Linked DNA regions of Rattus norvegicus: region 2 is linked to region 1. Evidence: chromatin contacts called from public Hi-C data. All regions are on one chromosome and are shown on one strand. Each heading gives the region's core, a stretch centred on a gene start, on an enhancer-like site or on the middle of the called end of the contact. The rest is flanking DNA. Distances are from core to core; before and after follow the strand shown.

What was found. Hi-C and Micro-C count contacts between places; a contact is called where the count stands out from the background.
Region 2: a contact with region 1 is called in a Hi-C map of the A7r5 cell line, with 5 times the contacts expected there. The contact joins the promoter of Myh4 here to the enhancer-like site in region 1. A contact is called at or near these places in 9 of 12 Hi-C or Micro-C datasets (the A7r5 cell line, the Rat2 cell line, Schwann cells and 4 more).

The regions. Positions count from the first base shown.
Region 1 is chr10:52,309,571-52,316,087 of GRCr8, forward strand. It overlaps LOC103693350 (a long non-coding RNA gene), which reads right to left. Exons shown (of 10, transcript XR_005490317.2): 7 at 4,782-4,969; 8 at 3,586-3,781; 9 at 1,589-1,733; 10 at 1-113. Among named protein-coding and RNA genes, the nearest start is that of Myh2, 43 kb to the right of the region's middle. Within about 2 kb of position 2,746, at least 2 of the 93 cell types and tissues checked have an H3K27ac peak or open chromatin away from gene starts, as enhancers often do.
Region 2 is chr10:52,418,027-52,424,543 of GRCr8, forward strand. Myh4 (myosin heavy chain 4) reads left to right here and starts at 4,122. Exons shown (of 40, transcript NM_019325.1): 1 at 4,122-4,129; 2 at 4,332-4,379. It overlaps LOC102555216 (a long non-coding RNA gene), which reads right to left and starts at 3,916. Exons shown (of 3, transcript XR_357692.5): 1 at 3,765-3,916; 2 at 3,328-3,445.

The sequences.
Region 1 (6,517 bases), core at 1,496-3,995:
AACTAGCCCTTCTGACCAAAACCCAAGATTGTGTGTTTCTTTCTTCACTTACACATAGATTAAAGGCCTTGGGCGGGAATGTTCACACCAGCTTGAGGGCAAAGCTGCTGCCCCTAGGAGGAAAGCAAGGGAGAATTGTAGCATTTATTATCGTGATTAATCTTAAAGATTTGAAGTAAATAAAAATGCTTGTTAACTCTGACTGGTAGGTTATGGATACTTATGAAACTATCTAACTTTCCTGTCAGCTTGTTTTCATGGTTAAAAATAAAAGCTGTTTTAAGGGGTTGCAGTTCTAACTCAAATGTTTGATGTGTGCATATGAATTCATTGGATATGCTCATCCCCTGTGAGGCTTGTTTCTGGGGGTGGGGATGTGGTGCTCAGCTATTGTCCTATAAATTGACATTTGCCAGAAAGGGTTTATTAAAGAGTTAGGAGAGAAAGGGGTAGCAAGATGGCTCATCAGTCAGAGCTCTTGTTCTGCAAACTTGATTATCTGAGTTCAAACCTGGAACACAGACAGGCCAAAGGGTCTTCTGACTTCCACACACAAGCTTTAGGACATAGACACCCATATATATACATTCTATGCCCACGCACTTACATCTGAGACATAGCCTACAAATGAACATCACATATACAAACATACACATTACATACACACACACACACACATCACACACTCCACAAAAACACATTATACACATGCACACACACACCACACTCATAATGAATGCAACATTTTTAAAGAGCTGAGAAAACAAAATTCAATTAAAATACACAAGTAAAATATGTTAAGAAGTGTTTAGTTTAATAAAATAGCCTTGTTTTTCCAAAACATGATGCTTTAAAAATTTTTTTATTTCTTGAATTTACTTGAGAATGTAATGACACACACAACCTACATTCATTGGACAACTGAGCAGTATTAAAGAGGCTGATGATCTCCTATCTCTCACTTCAATCCTTCTTCCAACCCCACAAGTTAGCCAAGGTGAGCTCCTTGACTTTATTCTTCTGTCTCTTTCTCAGCAAAAATTTTAAAACTTATTCTTGGAAATTTTAGAACCAATTAAAATTTCATGTTCAAGAATGACCCTTTCCCCCCAGTACCCCAGTTAGTTTTGAAAAACATGTACAAGGAAACATAAACAAGATAAAATAAGAACAGCCTAGTGGGCATGCGTTTCTAATTCGGCTTGAACAGACCTTGTATCTCTCAAATCCTGAATCAGAGATTTAGGCTAGACTCGCCTTGCTAGTGTATGTGCATGTATCTTCACTTCGGTCACTTTCTATAAGCGTGTCTTGATGATCCTGGGGGAATCAATAATTCACCAAGGATGCCCTGAGATTCAACATGGGAACCACTCCGTGTTTCCCAAGGCACAGAAGGGATATAGTTAGAGACTAGGAAGGTCCACTGCCTTCTGGATAGTTACAGCTCATCACCCCCCATCACCCCACCCCGACCCCTTGCCTTGCCCTTCTTCCTTGTCCTTCCCTGCACTACCTTTCTTACCCCCTCCCACCCTCCCGCCCCCTGTCTCTGCCTCCAACTGGCAGAAGTGTCTTTGTCACTCACATCTTGGGTAACTGGAGCTCCTCAGCTGTTTGGGTCTTGGTTTGGAAGGACATTCCAGTGTTGTCCTGGCTCCTGGAACAGCTAGCCTCCCAGAGGACTTCACCTGTCAAAGCTGGGGGTTGACTTAGATTTCCTTATGAGAACTCTGTAAGAGAAATCGAAATAAAATAAATCACCATAAACGCCAGAGAAAGGCTCAGCGGAGCAATCCCAGCCCTTTGCTGAGATCTCCATTTCAAAATCAAACTTTTCCCTAAATCTATGGGTGGTGGGTGGGTGGGTGGCTCACTGGGTGGTCCTGGAAGCCATACAGGGGAAAAGCCACCAGAGAAAGATAGTGTTATCTCTCTGGGATGAGCAGAGCCCAGAGCCAGAGGCAGGATGGGAGGTGACAATCTAGAGAGATGGGACATTTTTAGTTAAGAATTGCCATTAATCTCCACAGGGCTTTAGAGATGGGAGTGGGATTTGTCTGAGCAAATAATTGGTCCTCTCGCTACTTTTCCCTCCCTCTCTCTATTCCTCTTTTTCTTTTGTTCTTCTAACCAACCTTAGACACTCCTTTATAAAATAAGGTTATTTGAAACCTTTAGCGCCATAATCTTTGCCCAGGCTTTGCCTGTGCTCCCTGGGGGACAATGACTTGTAGAACAAGCCAGCAGCTCTCAGGGCCTATACACAACTGACGATGAGCCCTGGTATAAAGCAAGGGCTTAGGGCGCAGGCTGGCTGTGACAAATATTACCTCCTGACACTGATGTTGGGGACAAATACACAGGAGTAAGAATGGGTATGGGATGGGATGTCGGTTTTGAGGTGAGCCCAAAAGTACTCTGAAAATGTGCATTTAAGCTTCTTTTTTTTTAAAAAATTGTGTCAAGCACTCCCAGAGGCAGAATTATATACTTTATGAGCTTGTACAACACTGCTGTCAAACAAAAACAAGCAGGAGAAACAAGGACTTTTAAGATAGTCTCCAGGGTCTAATACCAGCAAGCACTTAGTGATCTTGTGTGGGGACAAGGAACCTTGGACAGGCTGCATTCCTGTGCCTGGCGCCAGGGTCCTTTGGCATTATCGTCTTACACAGGGAGAAGCAAGAATGTCTTTATAATCCAAGGCCTGGGCTCCCTTTCCTTGATCCCTCTGGGGTAAGAAATCCGAGGACAGGATGAGCCTGCCAGGCATGGCCTCTTGACTCTGAATCTGGCTGAGAGCTGGGGCCAGAGCTACAGCGCCTGCTGGGAATGTCCTCAGAAACTCTATCAGGTCAAGCGACCTCAGTTGATCTGCCCGACACTGGGTTTCTCTGTCGACCCTCGTCAAGGAAACCGAACTCAATTCCGTCATGCTATACTCATTGCTTGTTATTACGAACCCACTCTGCATCTTCTGAGCACTTCCCTATGTGCTGTGCACAGTACTGAGTCCCTCACACGTCCTTCCATTCCCTTTTCAGGCTCTCGAGATAGGTGCTAGTCTTACCTCTGTTCTATGAATAAAGAGCCTTTCGAGGAAGGAAATGATTTGCTAGAGCCACAAATAAATGAGGTTTAGGGGCTCAGAAAAGCTCTCTATTTGGGTATGCACCAAAGCCCATGTCTGCCTCCTCCACCCTATTCTTCAGAGCTCAGGCTACCACCAATGGTGATGGCAAGATGAGTAGGAAAGCACTGAGGTTTTCTGATGAGCCACGTCCGCTCCGTAGCATCCCAAGTTGGGATGTTAAAGACCCTTTATCCTCCATCTTTTCCTGTCGCTCTAGAGCAGTGTATCTGATATGAGATGCCTGTGGGGGTCTTGACCCACAGGTTGAGAACCTAGAGTGCTCTAGCGCATTCTGGCCTCCTTTCCTATTCCTCATCCCACCCAGTGGTCACTCTGGGCAGCTGACTCTTCTCCAAGACTCACCAAGCTTTCTTAGACCATGTGGTAAGCATGCTTTTGTGTGCTACCTGCTGGAATGACTGCTACTTCATTCTCTCAGGAAAACCTACCTTTTAGAAATAATGGCTGAGTGACTAAGGCCCTTGCTGCAGTTGCCGAGGGTGAGAATTCATCTCCCAGTATCCGTGTCAGGTGGCTCACAACCAACAGCGACTCTAGTTTCAGGGGATCCTATGCCTTCCTCTTGCTTGTGTGGATCCTCGCCATGTAAATACGTGTGCCCACACACATAAATAAACAGTAAATCTTTAAAAGCATGAACAAAAAAAATTGTTATCATCCACACCCAGTGGAAGACTTTTTCAACCTGGAGTGACCTTTCTCCCATCGCTATGATCATGCCACACTCCGAGAGCCTCAAGCCTCCCCACGTCCATATTGGCATTCTTAACCGGCCTTCCATAGGTTCTGTGGAAGCGTAGCTGTTTGCTTTTGCCGGGTCCTCCCTGCTTCGCCGTAGGTACTGACATCATGATTCTTAGTGCGTGTTGGATGCTCAAAGTACCTACAGCACAGATCGAGCTTAGTGGATAACATAAATTTAGAGTCTACTCGCAGACTCTGCGGCTCATGGTCATCGAACAGAAGGCACGTTACCCAAGACAAAATTAAAAGCCAAAGTGAGGTCAGACCCAGGGGTCAGCCCATTGGCAAGCCCTTAGCCTTAAGTGTAAACTCCATGTTGTAAATTCCATTTTTTTTTTTAACAAAAAATGGTCCAAGGAATGTTTGTCGCAACACTGAGCTTGGTGACGATCACCAAGGAAAGACTTTCATTCAGACATGCAACTGGAAGGGGGAGGGGTCACTACGTTGATGCAAATAATAGCCCTTCTGGATGTGTCCCATGGGGCTAAAAGGGCCTTTCCAATTAATCGAAAACCAGTTCTACACCGGCTATCCCAAGCCATGGACGAGCCCAATGCTTCAGGTTGATTAAAATAACAAGGTTGTGCCAGTAAACACTGCCACACAGAAATCAAGCTTAGTCATGAGTTTAGGTTCATGAATGGGCTGGGAGCTACTCGCAAGAACCCATTCCTTCCTTCCTCAGTCTTAGTTCCTAATAGGTGCCCTACACTGTGCCAGTCCCAGGAAGGTGGACAGACTCCTCATGGGAGAGAGTCTTAGGACTAAGCAGCTGATGCCCTTGTTAGGCACTTGGTGCTGCAGGACAGAGGGACATCTTTTAGAAAACCTTTTGCTCCCTGGGAAACTCATGGCCACACACATGCTGAGTGCCTACCTAGCATCCTTGCATTTGCTGCTGGAGCGGTCTCTCCCCTGATGTCTTCACGACTGCCATGCTCTACTCCATAGATGGCAACCTGATTCCTTCCTCACCAGTGTCACCTTCCCACATTCAGCACATCCCTTGACTTCGTTCTCCGCACTTCTGGAGTTACTGTCTTCGTTTGTACGCTTACTCACAATCTGCATGTACAATAGGTATAATCTCACACGATTATAAACTCACAGGAAACAGTTTTGCTTTTAATCGTCAGAGTTTGGAATATCTGGATATAGTCAATATTCACACAGAGTTGTGGAGGGAAGGTTATAGCTCAGCTTTCCCACGAGTGGGAGAGACAAGATTCTGCAGACATTGAAAGGGAACTAGAGGAGGTTGGAGTATGATCAGGAGTGAGGCCCCGGGTTTGTTTCCCCACGTTACATAAGCAGCTCAAAGAAAGCGAGAGCCAGCGACAGGCATGAACAGTAACTGATTATGAAAAATCTGTATTTGTTTCTGGAGCACAGTGACCCAAAATAAATGACCATGTGGCATTAGGCCAGAGGGCACCAATGAGGATGGAGATGCAGGAAAGGGCTTGTACAAGGAAATGGACTCCTGTATGACAGGGAGCAAGAGTTTATGAGGGAAGGCCACGAGGGAAGAACCTGCAAAGGCCGGCTGGATAACTCCAGGGTAGGTTCTCAATGCCAGCTGCAGAAAGTATTCTCAAAGACACAAAAGACTAAAAACTCAGCCAGCTGCATCTCCATCAAACACAATCATGTTTCGGGCTGGGGACTTAAGCTCAGTGACCGAGGGCTTGCCTAGCATGCACAGGATCCAAGGTTTGAACCCCAGTACATCAAAAATAGAAAATCATTATGTTCTAAAAGCAACAAGCCTCTAAAATTCTTAGATAATGTTATATTAATACCCAGACCTCTCTTTTCCAAGTTAATTTTTAAAAGACATTTTAATTATGCAGATGGGGGACTGGGCGGGCACTGAGGAGAACAGCTCTTCTCTGGGGACCCTGCGTGCAAGACACTCACAGCCCAGGCAGGCACAGCACATTTAATCAGATTTGGTACAGACTGTATATCTGCTGGTAGTGCTGAGACTTAATAAAAAGTGTGTTACTGAGGAGATCCGCTCTCAGAAAGGCAGGCTTGGCCATTAAAACACTTTAAAGCAGACCCAAAGGGGGCAGATACAAACCTTCATCCTATGTGCATTTTGGAAAAGTACAAAGAATATTGATTGGCATTTTAGGAGTGGAAATAGGCTCTTTTATGTCTCTTGCTTCTTTAAAAATGTATAAGCAAAGTCACAAAAAAAAAAAAATCCATCTGTGTTAATGGCGAGGTGGGAAGCATAGCGGCCTTGTGTGAGGGGGAGTGACACTGCAGAACTTTAAAAAGAAGCCGAGGGTGTCTAAAGGCAGATGAGAAACCTGGACGCTTCCCCGACACAGATCAGCTTCTGTTTGTGGCTCCTCTGGCCACTTGCTGCCATCCCTTCACTACTCAAGGATCAGCCGCTCCTTTCCAAGTATTAAGATGTCAGCGAAAATCTACCTTCTGGGGAAATTCAATCTGGGGTGATGAACTGCTGACGCGCTCGTAAAAATAGCTGTCAGGCATTCTGACTCCCCTCCTGACTCCTCCGGAAGAACCCGGGTGCGAGAGCAGAGTGGTGTGCGAGCCTCTGGACCATGTGCGCAGACGCACTTAGCCTGGGGTCAG
Region 2 (6,517 bases), core at 2,872-5,371, 110 kb after region 1:
TAAGAACACATGTTTCTTTAAGTTTATTAGTTTTGACCCTTTTAACCAGCTGGCAACCATTCACGCAGTGAAATTTATAGAGTCCAGACATACCCCATATCCACTAATAACTGATACATGAAAACTAGAATACTGACTCCATCTCTCCTCACAGTAGAATCTTCCATTTTCACGGTCATCCCTCATGGATGTGCCACCATGAGGGAAGGTAGTGTATTCTCTTTTCTCTCCTCCCAGCACTGTGGAAGAAGCCAGTTGCCAGCAGTTGTGACCCTGGCATCCTGCTACATTTTTCTACATTACAAGTTTCCTAGTGCCATATCTCAAAGAGAAAGGTAAATCCTAAAATTTACTTTGGTCTTTAATCTCCAAGACCTCCTCCTGGAGCAAAATAGCAAAACAGGCCTTGCTATCTAGCTGGGATCAAGCAGGTGAGGATTCAAGGGGACCTGAGTTATAATTAAAATTATCTGCTAACTTATTCTCATTATAGCTCATCAATGCCATTGGAAATTAGATTCTCAAACACCAATTCCTAATGTTACCTGAAGAGTGGGGACAGCATATGATTCCTCAACTTTGAAGTGTCAGACAATGAGGAAAGGAACGAGATAAATCTATTTTTCAATACCACACCAGGAATCAATGGAGCCCTAAAGAGTGAAATGGACTGATTGCTACAGAAAGTCAAAGCATTCTATTCTTCTCCCTTCTGAGACATGTTATCCTACGACTCTGTGCTGAGTTAATTATAACACCTAGCAGGTGCTTCTTCCTCTCAGAATAGTGGAAGAAGAAGGAGGAAGAGGAGGAGGAGGAAGAGGAGGAGGAGGAGAGGAAGAAGAAGAGGAGGAGGAGGAAGAAGAGGAGGAGGAGGAGGAAGAGGAGGAGGAGGAAGAGGAGGAGGAGGAAGAAGAGGAGGAGGAAGAAGAGGAGGAGGAAGAAGAAGAGGAAGAAGAGGAGAAAGAAGAGGAGAAGGAGGAGGAGGAGGAGGAAGAAGAGGAGGGAGAGGAGGAAGAGGAAGAAGAGGAGGAAGAAGAGGAAGAGGAGGAGGAAGAAGAGGAAGAGGGGGAGGAAGAAGAGGAAGAGGAAGAGGAGGAAGAAGAGGAGAAAGAGGAGAAGGAGGAGGAAGAAGAGGAGAAAGAGGAGAAGGAGGAGGAAGAAGAGGAGGGAGAGGAGGAAGAGGAAGAAGAGGAGGAAGAAGAGGAGAAAGAGGAGGAGGAGGAGGAAGAAGAGGAGGAAGAGGAGGAAGAGGAAGAAGAGGAGGAAGAAGAGGAGGAGGAGGAGAAGGAAGAGGAGGAGGAGGAGTAGATAGACATAGAAGGAAAACAGTGAGTGAGTAAAACTCCTGCCTGTGTTGGGGCCAAGGCATGAATACAACACCAAGACAGAGTTTTCCCATTTACATCCAGCAACCTAAGAATGCAAGTTTTCACATAGTTCTGACTTTCAGATTCATATATTTTCCATAGTCCTGAGTGTTGTGTCATGGTTTTAGCTTATTTATAGCTTCCTGGTTTAGGAAATGTCAACTTCTGGTGGGTAAGTATGTGCAAGAGGATGTTGTAGCAGTACATGAAGTTGAGTTATGGGAAAGGGGACAAAGAGAGTTGGGGAAGTGTTCATCAAAATGAAGAGTGCAGGAAGAAGATATATGGCCACCTCTGAGCTTACAATTCAGAGTAGGGAATGTGACAGGAGAAAACACCTGATACGGCAGAACAAGGAAGAGGCAAGCAGACTAAAGCTGAAAGCAAGACACCACACATTGGAAAACGTTTGTATAGTGCAATTAAGGACTGACATAGAAATGAATCTTTAATTCTTCTCAGTTGCGATGTTATAGGAGTCTCAGGATGATTTGAAAGAAAACAAATACAAATTGGACTTGCTGTTTTGTTTTTTTTTTTTAAAGACGTTTTATTGATGTTATTCATGGCTGGACACCACAAAACCTATGCTATGAATATCTCCAATCTGGATTTCAACTCTGTTTAAAAAATTTATGTCAAAACTTGAAAAACTTGTCTACTGGACATTCCCTAAGCACCTACAATCTTTACGATCACTTTAACTCCCTTGGAGATTCAGGAGTCCATGTGACCGGTATCCCTAAGGGAGGAATGTGTGCCTCAGCGCCCCCTAGTGACACTGTCCTGAGCATTTCATAGAGATGTGCAGGAATGACATTATATACCAATTCACACACGGTGATATAGCTCAACACAGTAACTTACAACACACAATTTACCTTTATGACCATGCAAGGTTTAAACAGTGTTAAATTTCACCCAGATGTGATTAAAAAAAAACACAAACTCTCAGAAACCTGTATTTCCTCATCTGTGAGGATAATAGGGGGAAATACCAGCAAGAAGTGTTTATTGGGCTGCTGAATAGCACATCCAAAACTTTCTCTGCTTTGGAGTAAGATGGGCCTTCCCACATGTGTGTAGTCATAAAGAACCACGCAAGTACAGAAGAGCTTAGATTCCTTTCCTGTGTTCTCTATTTAGACACCCCTTGGACAAGCAAGCCCAGAGAAATCGTGCTCACCCTCTGTCAAGGTCGCTTCTCTTCTCTTCCTGCCCATGATCCCTGGTGTTCTCTGGTGTCTACTATTGTGGTCCCTGCTAGCACAATGACTATTGAGTCATTGTGTTTCTGGGGCTCTCAGGATTGTAAATGACTGAAGGTCTGATGACAAGGTCCACAGTGGACTTTTAGCTACTAGTGTACAAACGTGCTCTCTGTCCCAGCCCCATTCAAATTTTCTTCTTTTCATTTTTCAGACCCAACTGTATTGAATAAGTAATTATTATGTCTATAATAGTGACAATAGCTCCCAAAAGAGGTGAAAAAAATAAGTAGTGAAAAAAATCTTAGAGGGTCCGAATACTTTTTATTTTTCTGGCTTTGAGCCTAACACTCCGGGTAATCCACTCACCCATGTGGGTTGCTGCTGTGAAGGGTAAACTATTTCATAGCCTTAGACTCAAAGACAATGCAAACGTATCAAAGGTTTAACCTGCCAGCTGGTGAAAGACAAGTTCACCAAATAGAATTATAAGGCAACCTTCTACTGAATTTAGAAATTTAAATCAGGAGGCCATGGTTGAATAATACCATGCCAGATCACAGGGGCAGTTAGAGTAGATTTCCTGTCCCATTCAGCAACAGCTGTGCCTGGATCAAGTTAGTCAAATCCAATTTCTGCCTTCCAAAGGCACTGTGGGGGCCGATCCACCCACCTTCTCTGTCCACAAGGAGAGCTTTGTGGACAGCGTGCCTTTCCTCCCACCTCAAGTAAAAGTAGGTAGTACCCACCTCACTGGAGCTACCGCTGGCCCTGAGCATTTGCCCATGTCCTAGGAGGTCACGTCTGTATCTCCTTCCGTGATGCAGTAGAAACACATGTGGACTATCACACAGCACCCTGTTGCCCCTGCAGTGGAAGAGTGAGTAGGACACATCTATGACAAACCCTCCAGAAAGGGACCAGCCAAGTTCATCTCGTTCTGACTCCCTCGTTCTGACTGTACCACCGCCATGACCTAATCTGGGAGTTTACTTTCTCTCTCATGGCTACACGTTCAGACTTCAGAAGAAATCTATTACCGGTCTTTCTGAAACCCCAGCCCTTGCCTCAGAACTTTATCTTAATATCCATCACTCAGTGTCATATCTAAAGTTCATTCCAGACTCTGTAATGGCTCTAAGCACTAGCAGATTAATTAGTACTACTCTCCTCACACCAGGCTCACCCTGTCGAGACAGCCTTATAGGCACGGGAGTAAGTAGGGACCTGGCTTTGAATTCCGTGATGAATGATACAACACCCAAGCCGGAGAAACACCCTCCGAAACCCTGGATCCTCATTCCCTATCAGATGCCTATAAAGAACCCTAGATCATCCCCTGTCAAATTATTTATAGATGACAAGAAATATTTCTAATTATATCCATTCACAGCCACAGTCAGTGAATATTGTGCAAAGAGATTGCCAAAAATGGTTTTGCCAAGTAGGTCCCCAGCTAGGACAGCTGAGGTGGCTGCTGTGTTTGCAGAACGGCCTCTATAAAAGTGAAGCTTTGGTGCCTCTGTCCTGTCCTTCCTCAAATCCGTAAAGGTAAGTATGTGTGGCAGAACACTTGGCTAGTTGTGCACTCCTGATGTGAGGGAGTTTCCCTGTGAGGGAGATGGCTATTCCTTCCCAAGCATTAAGTACAGTCAACATCCCTGAGAAAGGCGTTGCATACAATATAGTTCTAAGATTTTGTGATTGAATAGGAAGAAAAATACCCAGTATCTCTCTTTTTTTCTTTCAACAGTACTTGTCTGACTCAGCCTGCCTCCTTCTTCATCTGGTAACACAAGAGGTAAGAGAAATTTATTATTACCTTCCGAAGAACAAAGGGCTTTCTCTATCGTAACATTTTAATGAGTGGCTATTTTGTTTTCTGCCTTTCTATTGGGCATAGGAGCGACTGGTCTTTTAAAATAGCTTCTCATGAAACTTTGCCTTTTAAAGCCATTTAATTGAACAAAGTTTTATGCCATTTCTCTTTTGCATTTTGTTGGAACTCGATGAAGAAGGCAACCCTCGTGTATATTTAATATGAACTGCTATGCAGTTCAATGAAAGAAGCTATATAGAAAAATGTAAAAAAAAAAAAAACCCAAACATTGTACCAGAACTCAAAATTTCTGGATGCCAATCTAGGCTTTTCACTGATTCAACTCCCTGGGCCATGCCAGCTAGCTTTTACGTGTCTTCAAACATGTGTGATTCAAGAGCATTAACACTAGGCCTGGACCTAGACTGCCAGGCTCATAGCTCACCACTGCCTCTTACCACCTCTTGGTGACCCTGGGTGACCCTTTACCTGGCTGAACCTTAGTTTTCTCATCAGTAAAATCAGAAGGGCAAGTTTAAGTTGGCTGCTAGTGTCTCTCTGGCTCTTGTCTAATATCTAAGTCAGTGGTTCCCAAGGACTCTTCCACCAATCAAAACGCTCAGTGGGTCTCCCATTTTCTGCATGAGGAGATGTATGTGAAGAACATATATATGTATATATAGAACATATAGGTTTGTGGTTAATATATTAAGTAAAACAAATTTAGAAAAAATAGAAAATCTATAGCTTACAAGGGAATAAATGTTAACTTGTTGACACTGGAGGTGATTACCACTTCGTGGACAGAGCCCAACACCACACAACAAAGTGAAGGCTTGTGACTCAAAGGTGACAAAGGACTGCGAGACAAGAGCAGAGGGATGGTGTCCTTTTGGTGCAGGATCCACTGCACAACATCAATCACTAGGGCAGAGTAATTGATTCAAATGTGCTTCATTAGCCCCGCCCCCAAACAAAGTCACAGAATAGCATTTGAAGGGAAAAATGCTAACACCCAACATTTCAATACCTGTCCCTTGAAAATAGGTCTCAATTTCCATGTCTCCCCATAAGCCTTTTGTTGATTCTAAGCTACAGTGTGTGGGAAATTTTGTATCTATGTTGGGAAGAGGGTCACTGTTTCTAAGAGAAGTCTGAGATGTTTTATGGAAAGTCTAGGAAAGATTGGAGCCTTTGTCATCACTGACAGTCACTATACCAACATGCTGTCCTCTGTCCTGTCCCCTCCTCCACTCCAGAGGTCACCAGCTTTTACTCTGGCCAGAGAGGGAGTTGTTTTATCTGACCAGGATTTGTCAGTTGGAAAAAAAAAAGTTGCGAATTGGTTTTGGCTTGAGATTTCATAGTGGCTATTCATTTCAGGAGAGAAATTAGAAATGTGATGTTTTCAAATAGAGAGGGTAGGAGAGTGGGAGGTCATAAGCCTGATGCAGTAAGGACCAGGCAGAAACAAGGGGGAGGCCAAAGCCAGTTAAAAACTGGGAGAGACAGACTTTGATAGGGAACTACTGGGCAGTCTCATTAAAATGCAGATGCTTGTTTTTCTCAAGCAATCCTTTGGAGTTATTTTTGCCCAGATAAGAGTGACAATTTGTGCACAGTTTAAAAACTGACAGCAGGGACTTGGTTTTGACCTGGGATAAGATCATTTGTGATTATTTCATAGTTCTCCCCATACTAATATTTTATTAATATCCATCATGGGTATTTTTTCCTTTAATTCTTGTCAGTTAACTACAAGTCTGTGTGCATAAAATATTAACCTGAATTGAGATGGTTTTTTTCTTACATCCAAACTTAGTGGTTTTTGGCATTCAGCTTTAATAGTTTGTGGCAAGGAAAAATGGCTAAATATTTTTGGAGACAGAATCTCTCTATTATGTAGCCTTGGCTGTCCTGGAATTATGAAGACCAGGCTGGCCTCAAACTCACAGAGATCTGCCTGCCTCTGTCTCCCAAGGGCTAGAATTAAAAGTGTATACCATCATACTGAGCAGTGTTTAGGTTTCTAAAAATAGGTTCGTTAAGATGAAACAATTAGAAAAATTATTTTCTATTTCTTTGTATCACCACATTGACAAACGAACAAACAAGCAAGC